2 separate regions of the Sus scrofa genome follow, and region 1 is linked to region 2. The links are chromatin contacts, called in public Hi-C maps. All regions are on one chromosome and are shown on one strand. Each heading gives the region's core, a stretch centred on a gene start, on an enhancer-like site or on the middle of the called end of the contact. The rest is flanking DNA. Distances are from core to core; before and after follow the strand shown. Region 1 has its middle 42 kb from the start of CTGF. Region 2 has its middle 96 kb from the start of MOXD1.

Region 1 (2,700 bases), core at 196-2,695, 340 kb before region 2:
GAACCAAGGTCCTGGCAAAGTTCCTATGTTTAAACAATATGTCATGTTGCCTTCTTAATAAACACATTGGAAATGTTCAAGTTCATCAATTCTACTCCATCTGAAATTGAACTCTGAAACAGTTCTCAAAATAAATGTATTAATAGTATGAAATATCATCAATGAAAAAGCACTTAATAACAAAACCAGAGTACATTAACCCTCATTTGAAAAATGGGCAAAAGTCTGGGTTAAGACATTCATGGGAAAGAAATGAAAAGAGCAAAGACCAATACATAAAAATGTTGTAGCTCATTAATTAAATTAGATATACATATAACATATTTCTGTCCTTACCACACGGGAAAAGGTTTAAAAGAGTCAGATCTCCAGTGTTTCAAAGTGAACAAGCAGTCACACCTTGAAGATGGCAACACACCCAAGATGCTTTGATGTCTCGGATGGCAGTTTGATAATTGTGTTCCAAAAGTTTAAAAATTGTCCATAAACTCTGACTTAAGACTTCAGTTTGACCAAATTTTTGTGCTTCAAAATAATTCTGAAGAAGTTATTGTCCAATTGTCAGAAGATAAAAAGTGATGCTCAATCTAAAAGATTCACTTTTATTAGAGAAACAGTCATGGTATATAGTATATATACTAGAATACACTCTTAAAACGTGATGCTTAGCTAAGTTTACAAAAGTGGGAAACTTTACACCATAGGAATTGAAAAGAACATCTTCTAAAATAGCATATGGTAACATCCATTGTGGTGAAAGGAAAAATAAAATCCCTTTTCCCCGCTTTCCCCATTTTCTCTTCCTTTTGTTCTCGTTCCTTCCTCTGTCTTCCCTCTCATTTTTCCCTCTAGAAGTTAACGCCCTAAAATGTTAACAGTGACTATCTGAGTGGTGGGGTTTGGGGGTGATCTTGACTTTCTCGAGCCTCTATAATACATGAATGTTATAATCTGGAAAAAAAATCCAATAAAATTCATTTAGGCAAAAAATATTTTTAAAATTCATAAAATATTTGAAGTGTCTTTACTCATATCAATATCAGTGGTAATAAGTGTCCAAACAGCAGAAAGTGTCTGATACCTAAGGATACTGACTAGGTATAGATTACTCGTCTGTTAAGTACCATTCCATCATTACATTGCTACTCACCATGGTGACATGAACCCAGTTCCAAAGGACCAGTTCTGACCTCTGCAAACTGCACAAAACATGTGTCCTTTATCTTCATCCTTCTTTCCTTTCTCTGTGTTCACACCTGGCCCAACTTCATTCTAGTCACTCATGGAGGAAGTGTGATTTTTTTCCCACCCCAGACCTAACTCCTCACTTCCTCCAGGGCTTTATTTTCTTAACAATTAACCTTTCTCCCACATGCATGTGTAATCCCTACCTTGGCACGGTTTCCACGTCTCTGCTTTGACTATGCACCTGTCCTATTTTCCTGTAGTATTTACTCTGCTGTGTCTGTCCCCTCCAGCTCCCTCAAAGTTTTCTCTCACTGTGGGACAGGACAAATAAGTGATTGGGTTTTATTTCCTGACTTGATCTCTTCACCAGCCTCTCTCTTTTTGAAATTCCAAAAAATTGGTTTCAGATCACCGCCCCAAACCTACATCCTAAAACCTCTCCCAAAATAACAGTCATTTCCTAATTGACAGACTTTGGTTTTATTTTGGAAATTTAAAAAGTATCTTGTAAAATGTAAGGAGGAAAATAACAAGCATCTGATGCAGCTTCCCACTGTCAACATCCCATCTAGTTTTTTAGTTTCTTGATTATTGCATTGACTTTTTCTTTTGTATTTTCAATCACTATGATTATTTTGAGTATCCCCACGTGGCCCTGATTCCATTTTTCAGCAACATTTATTTTTGTCTATGTAATTTGTAATTTATTATTTCTATATTATTATTTATTTGAGCTGACCACCCTCTCTTTTAAATCTTCTTCTATTATATCTTCCTTGAGTTTATTTTTATTTTGAGGGTCTATGTTTTCTATTAACTTGTACTATAATGTGAAGCATTTCTTCTCATTTTTTTTTTTTTTTTTGGTCTTTTTAGGGCTGCACCCGTGGCATATGGAAGTTCCCAGGCTAGGGGTCAAATCAGAGCTGTAGCTGCCGGCCTACACCACAGCCACAGCAACACGGAATCCGAGCTGCGTCTGCAGCCTACACCACAGCTCAGGGAAATGCCGGATCCTTAACCCACTGAGCGAGGCCAGGGATTGAACCCGCAACTAATGGTTCCTGGTCGGATTCGTTAACCGCTGAGCCATGACGGGAACTCCTCTTCTCACTTTTTGACCCATGTGTTTTCTTCTAGATGAGACAGATGAAATGAGCCCTTCCTTTTTCCTTCCTTCCCTCCCCCTCTTCCCTCCCTCGCTCCATCCTTTTCTCTCTCCCTCCCTCCTTTCCTTCCATACTTCCTTCTTTTTTTAAAACAAAAAAACTCTACTGAAATATAGATGATTTATAACGTTGTGCTAATCCTTCCTCCTTTTTTTTATCCTGCAGTAATTTGCTGTGCTTAATGCCATTTCTTTTATATGGCTCATTCTAGTTTATTCTGAGATAAAGTGATCATCTTCCAATTGTGTCTGAGAGTTGTTTGTGTTTTTCTCTAAACTACTGTGTCAGGGAAGATTGTTTTGTGTCCTACCCACTTTTCTGAAGCCCAAGCGTAGGTCAGGGA
Region 2 (2,869 bases), core at 71-2,570:
CATTTTATTTACATTCTATTTTGGCAGTTTAAAAAATAGGAAAATTAGGAGTTCCCTGGTGGCCTAGCAGTCAAGGATTTGGTATTGTCGTGGCTGTGGTTTGGGTTCAATCTGTGGCCCAGGAACTTGGGCATGCTATGAGCAAGGAAAGAAAGAAAGAAAGAAAGAAAAGAAAGAAAGAAAGAAAGAAAGAAAGAAAGAAAGAAAGAAAGAGAGAAAGAAAATTAGCCATAAAAGTATACTTCTTTGGGAGGAAAACTAAGTTAATATATATTTTATTTTTAAACAAATCTACAATGTAAAATTCATTTTTTAAAAAAGAAAATATAGTAAGTAGTTATACTGACACGTAGCGGGCTCTAAATATATTTTTAACACAATAATCTCCTTTTAAGTGCATTTAAAATATAAAAATTGGAGTTCCCGTTATAGCTCAGTGGGTTAAGAACCTGACATGGTGTCCATGAGGCTTTGATCCCTGGCCTCGCTCAATGGGTTAAGTATCCAGTGTTGCCACAAGCTGTGGTATAGGTCGCAGATGCGGCTCAGGTCTGGTGTTGCTGTGGCTGTAGTACAGGCCATCAGCTGCAGCTCGATTTGACCCCCTGACTGGGAACTTCCATATGCAGCAGATGCAGCCTTAAAAATAACTTAAGAAATAAAATATAAAACTTAATTTACACAGCTTTCATTGCCTAAGTCATCTATTTCATGAGAAGAATGGTATCTGAATTCTAGAAGGTAATATAATGTGAAGTGTTCTTTTCGTTAAACCAAATTCAATAAAACCAATATGTTTTTATTATGCCAAATACCTGCTAAACATTCAGGTTCTGGAGATAGGAAAGTTAACTCTAGCAGCCTTTCTCAAACAGACACTGACAATAAATTTGTGGAAAATTTATTATTTCAATTTTAAGTAGCAAGAAACACGTAGCCATGTCACCATTTTCATTGTACATAAGACAAGAGACTGAAGCAAACACTGGGTTCAAAACCAATACTTTTTTAAGTCTATATTAAGATGAACTTTCTTGTCCTTCTTATGCAATGTCAATAAGAAACATGAAATTCTATTAGGACTGCATTGAAGATAGCTTGCATTTCCTCAAATGCCCCACCCACCCTTTTAACAGTATTTAAGTCCTTCAATTGCTACCTTGGATTTTAGCCAGAGAAATTTACCACTCTCTTTGCAAAGCGGCAGATCTACCACAAGAGGGCAGTGTGCCTCTAATTCAATCTAAAAGAAACTACACTTCGAAACAGCGCTGTGTCCTGGCTTACCCCAGAAGGTTCCAGCTGTTGCAAAAGAAACGTTTGCTATTGTATTTGGATGGAGATGAAAGAGAGAAGCCATCATTAGCGTAATAGTTCCAAAGACAAGAAAACAAAAGGAATGAGAGCCATTGATTTGTCAACATTCTAGTCATTTTTCGTTCTTGCCACAAGAGGGCACCTCTTCCTCCAGCCCCACTGTGCTGCTAGTCCTGAGCCAGATTTTTTTTTTTTTTTTAAACTTTGGGTTAATAATCATCAGTCATTTTGCACAAAGAATATTTCTTATAAGTATAAGCTTAATTAAAAACCTTACTTAGGAAAATTTTCTATTTTTCAAGAATGCTTTTCTCTTACAGATGAACTGCTAGGTCAATGAAATAGCGGTTTTCACTCTGAGGGATTTTCACCAGTTCCTGAGCAGAGGATCAGTTAATATCCGTAATTCTGAGTTTCACATGGTCCTAGTTTCCAGAAGTAGGTTAAAACTCTCTCAAAGAAACCGACAGAAATATTTCTTTTAAACAATAACAATGCATCCACAAAAAGAAATATTTAAGGAAAATGACTTCATTGTCATTAGGTTACCTTATTGTTACAATTAGGTTTCCAATTCTTCTAAGTTTAGCTGGATAATTTTCTAGCTGGAATGCTTGCTTTCATTGTACCTTGTGGCCTGCATGGTCCATTATTAAAATTCTCACGCCAGCAGCACTACTGGGCTCTACCGTTGTACCTGGGGCAGTGGGTTCTCTTTGTCACACTGGGTTTCTGTCCTCTGTTCTTTAGGTAGAGGAATGAAGAGAGCAGCATGGGTGTGAATGGTTTAAATAAGAAGTATAGATTCATATGATATAACGTAAGATTATTGATGAGCATTTTTAAGAAGCCACTGATTGCTTTAATTAACTAATTGTGAGTGTTCTTGGCCCATCCCTGAGATCCTGCTTCAGGAGATGTGATATGGAGACTAGCACTGGGCATCCTTATGTTTGCAAAATTCAGCAGGTGATTCTGATACACATCCAGGTTTTGGAATCACTGACAAGGAAACCATAGCAAAAAACAAAATGAATGATAAGATGAACTTGAGTTAAACTCATACCACTGAGGATGGCAGAAAGCTTTCAAGGGTCTACAAGACACAGGAAAGGATAGACTGTGAGGACTGAAGAAAAGGGTGAAATTGCCCATGAGTTCAAATTTCAGTTTAGGTGAATGAGAGGGCTGTGTTGCCAGTTCGCCAAAAAGGAAATAGATAAGAACTTTTGGGAGCAAGAGGAGTTCTATTTGGGATATAATAAATTTGAACTAAAAATATAAATTATATATGCCATAATACATATTATATATAGTTATTATATATATCACATATAGACATTAATATTATATATAATATCTCCATTTTTAATGGAAGTGTATATAATTGTATATTATGTTGTGTGTGGCTAGTTGGCTATCATAGTTATGGAATTTGCCTCCTTATATTAATGGATTGTGTAGGGTTTAAGAAAAAATTCCAGGAAAAAACAAAGAGAATTGCAATGCAGAGCCAAGGTGGGGGGGGGGGGATGAAGAAGGGGGGGTATGA

The links. Hi-C and Micro-C count contacts between places; a contact is called where the count stands out from the background.
Region 1: a Hi-C map of liver shows a contact between it and region 2, with 5 times the contacts expected there. The contact joins two enhancer-like sites. A contact is called at or near these places in 8 of 47 Hi-C or Micro-C datasets (embryonic fibroblasts, fetal heart ventricle, heart right ventricle and 3 more).

The regions. Positions count from the first base shown.
Region 1 is chr1:31,714,691-31,717,390 of Sscrofa11.1, reverse strand. No RefSeq gene overlaps it. Among named protein-coding and RNA genes, the nearest start is that of CTGF, 42 kb to the right of the region's middle. Within about 2 kb of position 1,445, at least 3 of the 83 cell types and tissues checked have an H3K27ac peak or open chromatin away from gene starts, as enhancers often do. A contact at or near this core is called in liver, where this site is marked.
Region 2 is chr1:31,377,117-31,379,985 of Sscrofa11.1, reverse strand. No RefSeq gene overlaps it. Among named protein-coding and RNA genes, the nearest start is that of MOXD1, 96 kb to the right of the region's middle. Within about 2 kb of position 1,320, at least 9 of the 83 cell types and tissues checked have an H3K27ac peak or open chromatin away from gene starts, as enhancers often do. A contact at or near this core is called in liver, where this site is marked.